2 separate regions of the Sus scrofa genome follow, and region 2 is linked to region 1. A link is a contact called in public Hi-C data. All regions are on one chromosome and are shown on one strand. The core of a region is the stretch at or near the end of the contact, and the rest is flanking DNA. Distances in the headings are between cores, read along the strand shown. Region 1 holds the start of ANKRD24 (ankyrin repeat domain-containing protein 24). Region 2 holds the start of ZBTB7A (zinc finger and BTB domain-containing protein 7A).

Region 1 (7,408 bases), core at 3,106-5,605:
CCTGCATACTGGCAGGGACTTGGGGGCCCAGGAGAGAGTGGGGATGACTGAGGAGAAAGCACCTTCCCTGGAAGTTCACAGTCCAAGAGACAGCTGCAAGGGAAGCCAGCTTGATCCCACCTCAGGGCCTTTGCACTGGCTGGTCCCTCCACCTGCAATGCGATTCCTGCAAGTATACATGAGTCCCTCCCTCCTTTCCCTTCGAATTTTTGTTCTAATATTAGCTTCTTAGTGAGGCCTTTCCTGACAACCCCTTTAAAACTGCAATCATTTCCCCTACCCTACTATTTGCTGAGTAAATAATCAAGAGGAAGAAATCAGGGTCCCCAAGAGAGTGAGGCCCCAGAAAAGCAAGTGGTCACTGTAGCTGGGAATAGAGATATCCCAGAAGAAATGTTCTTGGGACCAAACTGTGAGGGATGGGATCTGATGGGGAGCAATACCAGGAAGGGCATTCCAGGTGGAGGGAAGAGCCTCGGCAAAGGGATGGAGGGCTGGAAAGCTTGAATAGGAACCAGTGAGGAGATCAGGACAGCAGGGGGCAGTAGTGAGGAAAGGGAGGGAGGTGGCCAGAGGCTAAAAGGGTACATTTCAACCTGTGGATGGTGAGGAACCACGGGAAAGTTTTGAACAGAGAGGAGCCTGATCATACGGAAGCTGCCAAAACAATCTAAAGAGGGACAGAGGACAGTGGTCCAAAGGCCCAGTGGATCTCCAGCCAGGCCCTGGGGGACAGGAGCCCAAAGCTCCAGAACATCGGGTAGCTCAGTAGCCTCAGACTCACCTCTGTCTTCTTAAATCGTGCCCGGAGGGTTTTCATGGCCAGTGTTCAGCGTTTTTCCTCTCCCCAGGTCACCTGGGGAAGGTCAGGGGGTAAGGGACATTAGTCCTGGTGGGCAAGGGGGTCTGCTGCCTTCTGCTCCTCAAAAGTACACTTCCTCCACCCTGGGCCATCCCAGCCCCTACAGCAGGACCTATCCCATCTCCTATTTGCTGTGTGTCCTACAGCAGGTCGCTTGTTGTCTCCGTTTTACATCTCTCATTCTTAAAATCCAGGGGATAATCGTCTCTTGACCAACTCGTAGACAGTTTTCTGTAAGGTCCCCAGCATACAGCCTGACAAACAGTAGGTTCTCCATAAATGCATCCCACCAGTACTCCCCATTACCCAAGTAGATCCAGTTTTTTCTGGTCTCCAGATTTTTTTTGTTTTTCTTTTTAAGGCCACACTTGTGGCACATGGAGATTCCCAGGCTAGGAGCTACAGCTGCCAGTATATGCCACAGTCATGACAACACGGGATCCAAGCCACGTCTGTGACCTACCCTACAGCTCACAGCAACACCAGATCCTTAACCCACTGAGAAAGGTCATGGATCGAACCCGCATTCTCATGAATACTAGTCAGATTTGTTTCCACTGAGCCACGATGGAAACTCCTCTAGTCGCCAAGCTTTTATATGTGCAGTTATTTCTGCCTAGGATGCCTTTTTTTTTTTTTTTTTCCTTCTGTGGTGACCTCCTTTTCATCCTTCAGAGCTCAGTTCCAAAACCCCACAGCGTTCTGATCAGTTTTGCTTCTTGCCAGAACTCTTAACTCCCTAAATTGGGTTCCCCCAGCTCTTCCTCTGCCCCACCCCTGGCTCCAGAGGCTGGAAGTGTCTGGACTGGTTCTCTTTTCCTGAATAGTTAGAGGTTCCTGGGGAGCCAGGTCCAGAGCTGAGGCCTCTTAGCACAGAAGCATGTTTCTTGGAAGGTTGGAGAGGACATCCTTGCAGCTAAGTCCCCTTACACCAGCCTGGCTTCTGTGAGTAAAAGCAAGGAGGCAAGTCACCCAAGGCGGGTGGAGGTCTGGGTGATGGCTGCATGCATGTATGTGCACACGTCAGCACAAGGGGTGTGTGTACACACATGTCTGTTCAGCTTGGCCTGTTCCGTGTTCCCTGCATGTGAAGGTATAGAAATCAGGCAGGATATTCAAGGGGGTGTTTTGCCCGGTGTCTGGCTGCAAATTCCTTCCTATGTTCTGTGAAGGAGTATCCTTCACCTGACCTTTCACGTGCCCACCTGCCCATGAATTTGCCAGACCATTCCTCCAGCCATCAACCCACCCCTCCATTCACCTGTGTGTCTATCCTTCTACCCAAGCCCCCCCTTCCACATCCACCCACGATCCACCACTCAACGCATCTTCTCATGGTTCTCCTTGCACCCTTGAACCACACTTCAGGAGTTCCCATCATGGCGCAGCAGAAAGGAGTCCAACTAGCTCATTGGGTTAAGGATCTGGCACTGCCGTGAGCTGTGGTATGGGTCGCAGATGTGGCTTGGATCTGGTGTTGCTGTGGCTGTGGCTGTGGACAGCAGCTGTAGCTCTGATTTGGCCCCTAGCCTGAGAACCTCCACATGCTGTGGGTGTGGCCCTAAAAAGAAAAAAAAAACCCACAAAACAAACAAACACCCATGCTTCAACCAACATCCACCCGCCCATCCATCCACCATCCACCTACCTACCTGCCCATCCAGCTGCCCACTCACCTATCCATAGATCCATGTATCCATTTACCCACTGGCTACCACCTACCCACCCACCACCCACCTGTCCAACCAACCACTCATCCATTCACTTATCCACCTGCCTACCCACCTATGTAGCCACCCACACAACCAACACCCACCTACCCACCCATCATCCATCCACCCTCCCATCCATCTACTGCCCATCCATTCACTCATTCCTTCAATTCACCCCATTTAATCAATGTACCCACTCACCACCCACCCACTCTTTTTCTTTACTCCTGTCTAAAGGACTCAATCACACCCAGAGCAGGGTGTAAATGACACCCTCGAGAGAAGTTCACAAGTTGCTGGGGCAGGAGGGAATCTGTGGGCTTGGGGGCAAGAGGAAGCGTCTAGGGAGCTGCTTCCTGGAGGAGGTGTTGATATATAAACAGGGCCTGATGGCTGGGCAGGATATTGAGCAGCAGCAGCAGGAAAAGAAGGGATGTACCCTAACCACGGCAAAAGGCTGAGAAGTGCAAAGTGCACCCATGAATGGGTGTGCGTGTGTGTGTGTGTGCGTGTGTGTGTGTGTCTGGGTGCCTGTTGCCTCAGCATAACTGGGGCATACACCAGCCCTCCATTCTCCCATATGCCAGTGCCCAGGGGCAAGGGGCCTGAGGCCCTAAGGGGAGCCTCCAGCCCAGGCCTCCCTCATCTCCTCTGCCCCTACCTTCTGCAGCTCCACTGACTCCAGCACCAGGCCACCGTGTCCACTGCCGGCTCTGGTTACCTGCTCCAGCGGGGCCACCAGCTCACACCAGCAGCTCCCAGCACTCAGCTCTGACACCTGATCAGCTCTGAACAGGCAGCCACCCCCAATGGTAGGGGATGAGCAGAGGGAGGAGACAGACTGGCAGTGGGCCTGTCTGTTGGCCACCAGGCTTTGGCAGGAAGACATGGATGTTTTTCCCTAACATCACTGGGCAGATTTCAGTTTCTGGAAAGAGCCACCCTCTTCTGCTCTTCCCATCCTTTGGACTTGCTGTTCCTCTGCCAGGAGCCCTCTTTCTGTACCTCCTGTCAGCCCCAATTGGCTGATTTCCCCCACCTCACTTGTACTCACTGTTCAGATCTTTAGTGAAACATTTCCTCCTCCAGGAAGCCTTCCTGGTTGTCTCCCAGGCTGGGTCAGCTGCCTCCGCCAGAGCGCCTTCCTTGCTCAATGCCCTCATTACACACAGGTCACACTAAGTCACCACTGCTAGGTCATGAAATGCTGCATTTGCTCTCCAGCGTCCCCCTAGTGGCTGTGCAATACATTTCTTAAATGAGTCCTAAAGGCCACCAGCCCCAGTGACCGGAAGCAGTTTCTCCATTTTCTTGGTGCAGTCGAGACCTGTCCTGCTGAGTGATTATCGCCCACCTAGATAATGTCCAAGTATCTTAAGAGTGGCGTCCTCAACCTTCCCTTAGTGAGGCCCCAAATTGCCCCCACGACGCACAGGTACTGTACATTTGTAAATTTAGAAAATTCTGAAATTTTCAGGGGAAAGAACCTTGGATTGGGAGCATGAGTCCCGGGTCCCTTCTCTCAAGCTCTGTTCTGCAAGAGTGGAGGGCGAGTAAGGGGAACGTCAATTCACTCATTTGTGAGAAAAGGGGAAAAGGGCACTGATCTTCGTGCCCCTCGCTTTAGAGGCGACTAGAGAACTCTCTCGTCGGCTATCCCCCAGTTTCCAGCCCGGTCACTGGACAGCCTTTTTCCCACCACCCGCTACATGCCCAGCATACAGTACGAAGCAGAAGCTGGAAGCAGGTCTCCCTTTGCCATCAGTTAATATGGCGACCGCAGCGTCCGTCCGGGGCGCATGCGTCTTGGAAGGAGACGCCAGGTGCGGTGGATGGGAATGCGGCTCCTCCTTCCCCGTCCCACCCCATTTCCGGCGGAAGCGGCCACAACAAGGGAAACTTTATTGTTCCCGTTGGGGCGGTGAGGATGTCGGTGAATTATGCGGCTGGCCTGTCGCCGTACGCAGACAAGGGCAAGTGCGGTCTCCCCGAGGTGAGCGCGGCGGGATCCCGACAGCTACCCCCAGGGCCGTGGGCTGGGCGGGGCCTACCGGCAGCGGGGAATTGTGGGAATAGCAGGAGACACTGAGGCTAGATAATGGGAGGGACTTCCCAATGAGGAGGGGGCGGGAAGTGACGCCCCAGCGCGGCCGGGGACGCGAACACGCCCAGCTCTGGGTCGGTTAGGCTGGTGACTCGGGGAAGGACCAGCGATGGGGTGGTCTTCAAGTTCTGATAAGGGAGCACCCAATGTATATCCAGGCAGAATGCACTACCCGGGCAAAGCGGGGGGGTGGGGTGGAAATAAACTTAGAGAGCAGATTAGATCAAAGAGGTTTCCAGAAGGAGGCCAGGATGGGCCTCAAGTGCCAGGCTGGGGAGTTGACACTAAGGGTGATGCGGAAGGGTTTTGACCTGGGGAGGAACCTGGAGGATGTATCAGAAACACTCCTCCAACCACGCTGAAAAGAAGTCCCTCCGTACGCTGAGACCTTGGCTGGGTCACTTCTTTCTGGGTTTCCTTTCCCCTTCTGTAAACTGGGGAGAAGATTGCCCCCCTCCCACAAAGGCTGGCTCGTTCATTCTGAGTCAGGCATCAGTGAGCTCTTAGATGATGTGCAGCCCCACTCTTCCCTCCTGGGTGTTTTTCACTTTATTCCACAAACATTCAAGTACTTACCTTATACCAGACACTTTCTCCAACCTGGAGCCACATCACAGAACAAGACAGATGAGCAGCAAATAAGTATAAGAAATCAGATAGTGGGGAGTTCCTGCTGTGGCGCAGCAGTTTAAGGATCCTGCCTTGCTGGAGCTGTGGCTTGGATTGGATCCCTAATCAGGGAACTTCCCTATGCTGTGTTGCAGCCAAAAAAAAAGAAAGAAGAATAAAAAGAAACCAGATGGTGGTAAGAGCTAGGGAGAAAAGCAAAGCAGATAAGAAGAGCTGAGGGCTGCATTGAAACCAGGTGGCCAGGGAGCCATCACTGAAAATGACTATTTTTCCCCCAATTTAAAAAATACTCATAAAATATACGCAATATAAAATTTACTTTCTTAACTATTTTAAGACTACAGTTCAGCAGTATTGAATACATTTATAATGTTATACAACCATCACCACCATCCATTTCCAGAGCTTTTTCATCTTCCTAGTGTTCTCATTAAATACTAACTCTCCATCCCCCTCCCCCACGCCCTGGCACCCACCATCTACTTTCTCTATGAGTCTGACTCCTCTAGGGACCTCCCATAAGTGAAATGATACAGTATTTGTGGTTTTTTATCTGGCTTATTCTCTGAGCATAATGTCCTCAAGTTTCATCCATATTGTAGCCTGTGTCAGAATGTTCTTCCTTTTGCAGGCTGAATAATATTCCATTGTATGTACAGACCACATTTATTTTTCTTTTTTCTTTTTTTACTTTTTAGGGCCACACCAGCAGCGTATGGAAGTTCTCAAGCTAGGGGTCCAATCAGAGCTGCAGCTGCCAACCTAGGCCACAGCCACAGCAATGCAGGATCTGAGCCGTGTCTGCAACCAACACCATGGCTCATGGCAACACCAGATCCTTAACCCACTGAGTGAGGCCAGGGATTGAACTGGCGTCCTCATGGATGCTAGTCAGGTTTGTTACTACTGAGCCACAACAGGAACTTCCAGACCACATTTGTTAATATCCATTCGACTGTTGATGGATATTGGGGTTTCTTTCATATTTTAGCTATTGCAAATAATGCTGCTATGATCATGAGTGTGCAAATGAGATGACTCTTGAGCCAAGATTGGGAGGAGTGAAGAGGGAGCTATGTGGGTATTTGGGCAAAGGGCATTCCAGGCAGAGGGCACAGCCTGTGCAAAGGCCCTGAGACCAGACCAAGCCTGGAAAGTTGGAGGAATAGTGAGGAGGCCCTTGTGACTGCAACAGAGGGAGAAATGGGGGGAGTTGGGGCAGGTTGTGCAGGGCCTCGTGGGCCTCAGGGAGGACTTGGGCTTTTACCCTCAGGGGGATGGGAACCCTGGAGGGCTCTGGGCAGAGGAGGAACATGAGGACAAGCTGCCCTTTCCCATCCATTCTCCTGTTCCTGGGCAAGGCAGAGCAGTTCAGTCTGTGGCTTGTGACCTTGCCACTGCGGGACATGTTTTGACCCCACCTTCCTGCTCTTTCTCAACCAACAGGTGTTTGACCCCCCTGAGGAATTGGAGCAGAAGGTATGGGAGCTGGCACAGCTGGTCTGGCAGTCCTCCAACGTGGTGTTCCACACGGGCGCGGGCATCAGCACCGCCTCAGGCATCCCTGACTTCAGGTCTGTGGGCACGCGAGGGAAGTTGAGGCAGAGCCTGCCACGCTGCCAAGGGCTTCCTTGTGAGCTCATAGATGCCCAGGCATCAGAACCCGTCCTGCTGCCTTCCCTCTCGCTGAGTCTGGGGTGATCAATCAGTCCCTTGGGGTGTTGAGGATGGGAAAGACCCCTCCTTTTGGAGCATGTCCCTTTATATTACACCCAACATTCCACAACAACCCCATTGGCCAGAACTTGGTCACCTGACCATGCCTAGTTGCAGGGGTGCTGCAATTAGTAATGTAGTTGATCTGTGCTCATAGTGCATGGCTAAACATATTACCATAAGAGAAGGGGAGAATTGATATCAGAGACAATTAGCTCCATACTCATTGCAAATACATATATACATTTGTATATATATACACACACATACAAACACACATACACATGAGGCACATAGAACTTCCCGGGCCAGGGATCGAACCTGTGCCGCAGTTGGAACCTGTGCCACAGCTGCAGCAACACTGGATCCTTAACCCGCTGCACC
Region 2 (7,408 bases), core at 1,762-4,261, 110 kb after region 1:
ACACAGATAGACTAAAATAACACACAAAGGTGGAACTCAGAAATGAGAGCTGGTGCTACTACTCACCCTAAAACAAATCCATTTGAAGACAAGGGCCAAGTATTCATCAATTTTTATATTGTTTTATTGCTAAGATGGAGCTGGTCCTGATACATTCCAAAAACACTTTAGCCAGGCATTTGGTGGGGGGAGGGGGGAGGCGGGGGTCAGCCAATGAGGAAAAAATGCTTGAGTGTGTGTAAATTTTTCACCTTTGGAAATGAATAATAATGACAGCAATACCAACATAATCATATCCATGTGCTGTTTAAGTATGTTACATGTATCATTTTATCTCTCCTTTGTCACAACCCTAGGAGGTCTCTACCATTATTCTTTCCAGAGGACTCTAAGGATCAGAGAAATTAAGTAATCTGCCCAATGTCACACAGTAATTTAATCTTTTTTTTTTTTTTTTTTTTTTTTTTTGCTATTTCTTGGGCCGCTCCCGCAGCATATGGAGATTCCCAGGCTAGGGGTCGAATCGGAGCTGCAGCCACCGGCATACACCAGAGCCACAGCAACTCAGGATCCGAGCCACGTCTGCAACCTACACCACAGCTCACGGCAACACCGGATCATTAACCCACTGAGCAAGGGCAGGGACCGAACCCGCAACCTCATGGTTCCTAGTCGGATTCGTTAACCACTGCGCCACAACGGGAACTCCTATTAAGTCTTAAAATAGTATCTACTTGAGAGTTCCTGTTGTGGCTCAGTGGGTTAAGAACCAGCATAGTATCCATGAGGATGTGGGTTCAATCCTTGGCCTCACTCAGTGGGTAAAGGATCTGGTATTGCCACAACCTCCGGCATAGGTCACAGATGCGGCTGGGATCCGATGTTGCTGTGGCTGTGGTGTAGGCTGGCAGCTGCAGCTCAGATATGACCACTAGCCCCCCTGCCCCAGGAACATCCATATGCCACAGGTGCCACCATAAAAAAAAAAAAATTATCTACCTGGGTTTCTTGGGGGGTGGGGAGGAGAGGGTTGGGGTAGGGACAGAGGAATAGGGGTCAGGACAAAGCTTTGCTCCCTTCTCTCTCTTTTCATTGCAGGAGCAGGACTGGGCATAGGGTTGGGGTATGCAATCCTGGCATTTCCTGAAGGACCCACCTTCAGCCCCTCCGGCAGGGTCTAGAGCCAGGTGAAGCTGGATTTGACATCCTTGCTCACTGTCCCTCCCTTGGCCTCAGTTTCCTCAAATGTAAGATGGAAATTATATAACCCTTGTTTTTTCCTGGGGCCTGATAAGGATTAGATTCAATGCTAATCTTATATATGAATTCCCTGCCCCTTCTGAGTCAGGTTATCTGCGGCAGAGAAGGGTGCCAGAAATCTGAGGCTGGGTGGTACAGGGGGGACACTGAGTCACCCCTGCTCTGGTTGAATGGGTGGACATTGGGGGGATGGCAAGTAAGACTGCTTAGGATGAAGGCCTGAACTTCAGTTATCTCCAGTACCCAATAACTATCCTGGGACCTGCAAATTGTGTTTCTGCTTGGCCCTTCTTGTCCCAAGGCTGATGGCAGGGTGGTTTAAGGAAGGAAGAGGACTTATATCCCAGGCAGGGTCGTTAGAGCAAAGTCCCTGGGTTCCGCCCTCACTCTGGACCCAAGTGGCCCCTCCCTCAGTCCTTTTCCATCTACCCTGGGGGGTTGGTTTCAGGCTGCAAGTCCTGGGGCTGTCACTTCCCTTCTGGGGGCCTCCCGGGTTTCCCCTTGAAGCCAAATTACTATTACAAAAGCCAATCCAACCCGTTTGGGAGTTGAAAGGCACTTTTAATACGTGTGTGAAGAGGCAATGAAGTGCAGGAAAGCTTTGAAGTCACAGAAGGACAGACGGGGTACATTTCACCCACGGCAGTGGAAGTTTCCTGCCTGTAAGGTAATGGTGGTAAAAATGATAATAACAATAAATAATGATCATGATAATGGCATTAGATGTTAGAATGGAGGTAAACAGGACCCCGGACAGAGCCAGCCACTCGAGAAGCGCTCAGCAAACGACGCCGAAGCAGGTGCCAGCCTTCTCCGACCGAGGGAATGCAGACAGGGAAACTGAGGCTCAGAGATCCCCAGGGGGCTGATTGCACCAGAGAGCCCTCCCCCAGCGCCTACTGTGTGCAGCGGGCAGTTGGCCGGGGCGGGTCAGGCAGTTCTCACTGCTCGTCCCCTCTTCCCCCTCCCCCGTCCCCCGCCGGACCTCTCCCACGACCGGGGAGGAAGTGGGAGAAATGGACAGGGAAAAAAAGTTGGGCTGAGCCAACGCCTCCCCACTCCCCACCTTCGCCCCTCCCAAGCCATGCAGACCCTTGCGGGAACGAACCGCGGGACCTAAGCGTCCGGTGCCGGGTCTCCGTCCCGCCCAGTGGCCCGCAGTTGGGTGGGGGAACTCGGAAAGCCGGGAAAACAACAGCCCAGCCCGCCCCTAGCCAACCCCTTCCCCCGCTACGCCCCTGGCGCAGCGGGCAGAGGCGACTCCTTTACATAATCGCAGGCGGGCAGGTTGGCTGTTTCATTTACAGACCCGGGAGCCCAGCGGACCCGAGCCGTCAACCCAAAGCCCGCCCCCAGGTCCCTTCCGCAGCTGGACAAACTGAGGCCCGGGGAGGGCCGGCGTCCGGCCCGCAGTCTCCACCCCTCGCCCCCCACCCACCCCCAGCAGCCCGGGCAGCCGCGACCCACGCCCGCGTCGGTCCTCGCAGTGCGCATAGCCCTCCCCGCCCCCGCTGCCATCCTGCCACGCCCCAGGCGTCGGGGGCAAAGCCCGCGCCCCCCCCCGCACCCGCCTCTGCGTGGAGGCTGGGGGCCTGTTTATCTGGAGTCCCCCACCCCCTCCACCCGGGGGGCCCGCTCCCCCCGCGCCCCGGGGAGCTCTGGGGACAGATAAGCTGGCAGGCTGGCACGGCGCCGCGCAGCGGGGCGGAGAGGTCAGAAGAGGGGGGGCGCGCCGGGGGCGGGCTGGACCCCCCCTCAACTTGACAAAACCTAATAACAGCCCGGTTTCTCCGGCGCAGCGGGCGAAGCCCCACGGGAGGGCAGAGACGTGGCAAGAGGGGACCTGCCGAGCCTGTTCTGGCCTCTGAGGCCGGGGTGGGGGGGCGGGCTGGGCGTGGGGGGGGCCGGCGGCTGCGGCACCTTTAAGACAAGGGAGGACCCCTCTTGCCCTCGGAGAAACCAGGAAGGGAGTCGCGAGCATCATACGGGGCTTTGGCTGTACTGTACAGTTACTGTAGGGGCAGTGACGCCGCCGCCGGAGCGAGGGAGCGAAGAGGGGAGAGCCAGCGAGGGGAGAGCTAGACGCGGACCCCAGAGGCGAGCGGCCGAGGAGCCCAGTCCCAACTCCGGGCCCCGGCCCCGCGCGCCCCGGCCCGGCCCGGCCCCGCGAGGTAAGTCAGCGCACGGCGCGGCCCCCAGCATGGGGTGCAGGGTGGGGAAGGGCTGGGGTCTCTGCGCCCACCTTTGCCCTCGCCAGAAGGGGCGATCCCGGGAGCCAGGGACGTTCCGCAAGTTTCAGAGGAGGGGGTGGCTGGCAGCTGCCGGGAGGCTGGAGGCGCCCTGGATCCCGAGCGCGGGGAGGGGGCGCCGCCAGGGAAGGGGTATTAGGGGCGAAGTGCATAGGCTTGTGCGCCGGCCGCCCCCCCCCGACCCCCCTGGTGCATGGTTTTTTCGGGGCTCCCAGGAGCGCGAGGAGAGGGGGAGGGGAAGCGGGGCTGCATTGAGGGTGGGGGGAGCCGGCGTGGGGAGATAGGGGGGCGCGTCGCGTGCTAAGTTTGCAGCTGGGTACTGGGGGCGCTCTCGCCCCCCGGGGGCCTATTCGGTGCTGCGTGCATACGTTGGAGTTGGCCAGGATTGAGCTCCATGGGGGATGGGGGGGAGGGGGCTGAAAAAACAGGGAGGGGGGCTTTGCAAAGGAGGGGGAAGGGGTGGGGTGTCCGGGTGGGCGGGCGCGGCCGCTGGGGCCTCTGGGCGTCGTAGTCCCCCCGCGCTTGCAGCTGGCAGGTGGCAGGCTGCTCGGACTACAAGTCCCAGGGTGCGCCGCGCCGCCGTCCCGCCGCGGCCCGCGGGTAGGGGCGGTGCGGAGGAGGGGCGGTGAGTGGCGGGCTAGCGAGCCAATGAGCGCGGGCTGATCGCGCGGCGCGGCCCGGAGGCGGGGCCTGCCGGCCCGGAGGCGGGGCCTGGAGCCGGGCTCCCCTTGCCGGGGGCCGGTGGCGGTCCCCGGCTTCCGGCTGCGCGGCCCGCGGGCCGTCCCCCTCCCCGCCCCGGGGCCCCTCCCCGCCTTGGTTGTGTAACCGTCCCCAGCCCCCCTCCCCTCAGCCCCCCGTCCCGGGGGGGGTCACCCACCCCGCGCTCCCTGGGGAGGGCGGCGGCCCAGGCGGCCGCGCGGTGCAGGGGAGTCCGGGGATGAGCGGCCTAGTGCAGACTGGGCCCGGGCGTGGGGGAGGCGGGCGGGCGGACCCAGATCCGGGGTAATTTGCATCGCCCTCCCCCCAGCCCGGGTGGGGATTGGCCGCCGGCGGCGGGGGGTGGCGCGGGGCCAGGCTCACTGCCGCCTCCCGGCCCCTCGGAGGGAGCCAGCCCAGCCGCAGCCGCCGCCACCGCCGCCGCCGGGGCCGGGCCCCCTCGCCGCTGCCCCGGGAAGGAGGTAGGAGCCCCCCGCGCGGGCTGCGCGGTGGGGGCCCGCGGGCCGGAGCGGGGGCCGCGCGCTGCGGCCGGGGCGGGGGAGGGGGCCGCTTCCTGCCCCCGCCCGGGCCTGACTCAGCCCTGGGTGGGGGGACTGGCCTGGCCCCTTGCCCTGCCCGCGCGGCCGCCTGGCCCTGGCCTCCAGGGAGGGGACAGAAAGCACCCCTCACCCCTGCCCGCGCCCCCAGAGCGCGTGACCCTGTCTCCTCTGGCCCGGACCCCCCTCCTTCCCCTTGACGCCACCACCACGTGCGAACCCTGAGCCCAGGCAGAGGAGGGGGTGAACTGGTGGGATCCAGCCACCTCCTTCTCCCTCCCTCCCTCCGTCCCCAGCCGAGGAACGGGCCCCCTCCCCCAGCTCCGGGCCTGAGAACCGGGCAGGGGCCGGAGCTGAGGGCTGGGGCTGGTGCACTCTCTTGCCCAGGCCTTTGCGGGTCCTGGGAGGCACTGCCCTCGCTGGCTGGCCGGCCGGCTGGCTGGCTGGCTGGCTGGCTGGTGAGGGAGTCCGGTGGACCGCAGCAGGAGACTGCTGTCCATCCAGGCCCAGGCACCCAGTGGGCGCCCACTAAATGTTTGGGGAATGCAGCCAGCAGTTGGTGGGGTGGCAGGGAGAGGTAGGCAACTCCTCTCTCCCCCTAGCCAGGGGGCGGAAGTGAGAGAGGTGTTGGTGCCCCTCCACCGGGTGTGCCCACCTGGCTCACCCATGGGTGGCAGGCTTCGTTTGCTACCCCCCCTCCCTGCCAGCTGCCTCCCAGATCAGGGCCGTAGCAGGCCTGGCTGGAGAGGGCGTCCAGGATTCCATGTCAGGCCCCCCCCTCAACCGGGCCAGGGCGTAACCCAGAGTGTGCCGCTCCCACACTGGGGGGGCCCTCCCTTGGACCAACCGATCACTTCCTATTGGCAGTGCTGGGCTTGGGAGAGGTCTGGGGAGTCCACACTGGGCCCTGCTGCTTCCTCCCAGGCCCCCAAGACTCCAGGCAGGGGGCATTCTCCCCTGAGGGCCACCCCCAGTGGGGCCCTTAGAGCACACCAGGCCTGGCACTTATCGTCTGGGCTCGGGGCTCTGTTTACTGCCAGCCATCGCTGTGGAGACGGGAGCCTAGGGGAGAAGGGGGGGCAGGAGCTAGTGACTGGAAGAGCGAAGCCCTGGGATCCGCATGCCTAATGAAGGAAAGAGGAGCCAACGGGGACACTGAAATTTTAATTCGTGGGTCACTTTGGGGGGGGGTATTTATTATTCAGTTCTGATTGGCTGCGTGGTGGCCAGTCAGCACCCTGGCCTGGGCGGGGAGCCACGCAACTCTCAGCAGAGGCCCTTAGCAGCGGGTGGCTATAGGCTGATGCACCCTTTTCTCTGTGTGGGAGACTGAGGCCTGCCAGAGCTCAACCTTCATCCAGTGAGGAAGGTTCCTGAGACAGCAGCCAGTCTTTGTGTTGGCTTTTTTCCTTCTTTTTGCTCCTTGGAACCTTCTGATCCATAGCTGGTTGGGCTGGTGGCAGTCCCCAATGCTATATGAGGAAACTGAGGCCAGGAGGGGAGGTCAGACACAAGTATGGGGCCTCAGGGGCTTAGAGCAAGCCTCTGAGCAGTGCCATATGGGGCAAGGGCAACTGAGGCCTGGGGGAAGCAGAGAGCAGCCCAAGGTCAGCCAGCCAGTGCTGGATCTGACCCTTGGGGTCCTGCCTCCCAGCTCAGGACGTGTCCAGAGTCCTTTCTGTCACACCTGGGGGGTACCTGCCCACCTGTCTTCCAGAGGGCCTGGAGGTTTGATGGCAGGCACCTGTCAGCCAAATGGAGCCTTTGCCTGAGGAGAGCAGTAAGGCTCAGAGAGGGCCAGCAAAGTGTCCAAGGTCACACAGCAGGAGACTCCGTCTCCCTGCCTCCCAGTCTTCTGAGGCAGGCCCTTCCCATCCCATCTGAGCTGCAGCCCCGCCCCTCGGCACCTTGGCCCCTGGAGACCAGCAGGGCTCTGGGTTTTTACAACCCATTATTTCCGAGGAGACCCAGGTCACCTCATAGAGCCCAGACTCAGGGCCAGTCCTGCTGAAACAGAACTGGCCTAGGCGGGGGTCCACTGGGGTTTTAAATGCTGGCTCACTTGCTCTGTGACCTTGGACAAGCCCAGTGGCCTCTCGGAGGCAAATATTCCCCTCTGTAAAATGAGGTTGTTGAAGGGTTCCTCCAAATGCTTATGGCTCCAACTGTTTCCTTTCCTTTTCTCCCTCGTGGAGGAAGAGCCTGGGTCAGCTCAGGGCACAGCAGGGATTCTGCTGGAGTGTGTCTCTGAGACACACACTCGGCACCTTCCACCTGTCACCTTGTGCTCCAGGCACCTGATAGACCATAAACCGCCTTGCAACAGCCCTGGGCGGTGGAGACCAGAGGAACAGGCTTGGGTGGGGGCCAGTGTGGTCCAATCTCAGCCCGGACCTCACCTCCACCTGGGGTCCACCTAGAGCGGTCACTTCCCCTCTGTCAACCTCAGTTTTGCCGTCAGTACAACGGGGAGATTACCTTTAGCCCAAAAGTGTTGTCCTGAGGATTTACTCAGTGATTCCTCAGGAATGTTTGTTGAGTGACTGCTGTGTGGTGTCAGGGCCCCGGGGAGCCCCTCCTGCATCTCTCTTCTGATGTCCTAAGTTCACAGATGTCAGCTGGTCTCTAACCCTGTCCTAGCTCCCT

Evidence for each region. Hi-C and Micro-C count contacts between places; a contact is called where the count stands out from the background.
Region 2: a contact with region 1 is called in a Hi-C map of skeletal muscle, with 2.4 times the contacts expected there. The contact joins the promoter of ZBTB7A here to the promoter of ANKRD24 in region 1. A contact is called at or near these places in 1 of 5 promoter capture datasets (liver), 2 of 47 Hi-C or Micro-C datasets (liver and skeletal muscle) and 1 of 2 datasets of contacts at active chromatin or transcription factors (alveolar macrophages).

Annotation. Positions count from the first base shown.
Region 1 is chr2:74,564,047-74,571,454 of Sscrofa11.1, forward strand. ANKRD24 (ankyrin repeat domain-containing protein 24) reads right to left here and starts at 4,356. Exons shown (of 23, transcript XM_021084071.1): 1 at 3,629-4,356; 2 at 785-856. SIRT6 (sirtuin 6) reads left to right here and starts at 4,493. Exons shown (of 10, transcript NM_001114273.1): 1 at 4,493-4,567; 2 at 6,755-6,882. The coding sequence starts at 4,502.
Region 2 is chr2:74,675,282-74,682,689 of Sscrofa11.1, forward strand. ZBTB7A (zinc finger and BTB domain-containing protein 7A) reads left to right here and starts at 3,012. Exons shown (of 3, transcript XM_003354008.4): 1 at 3,012-3,431. LOC110259362 (vegetative cell wall protein gp1-like) reads left to right here and starts at 1,009. Exons shown (of 2, transcript XM_021084088.1): 1 at 1,009-2,972; 2 at 3,270-3,361. The coding sequence starts at 2,086. The coding sequence ends at 3,342. It overlaps LOC110259661 (basic proline-rich protein-like), which reads right to left. Exons shown (of 4, transcript XM_021085143.1): 2 at 4,387-4,859; 3 at 4,032-4,271; 4 at 3,856-3,925. The coding sequence ends at 3,856.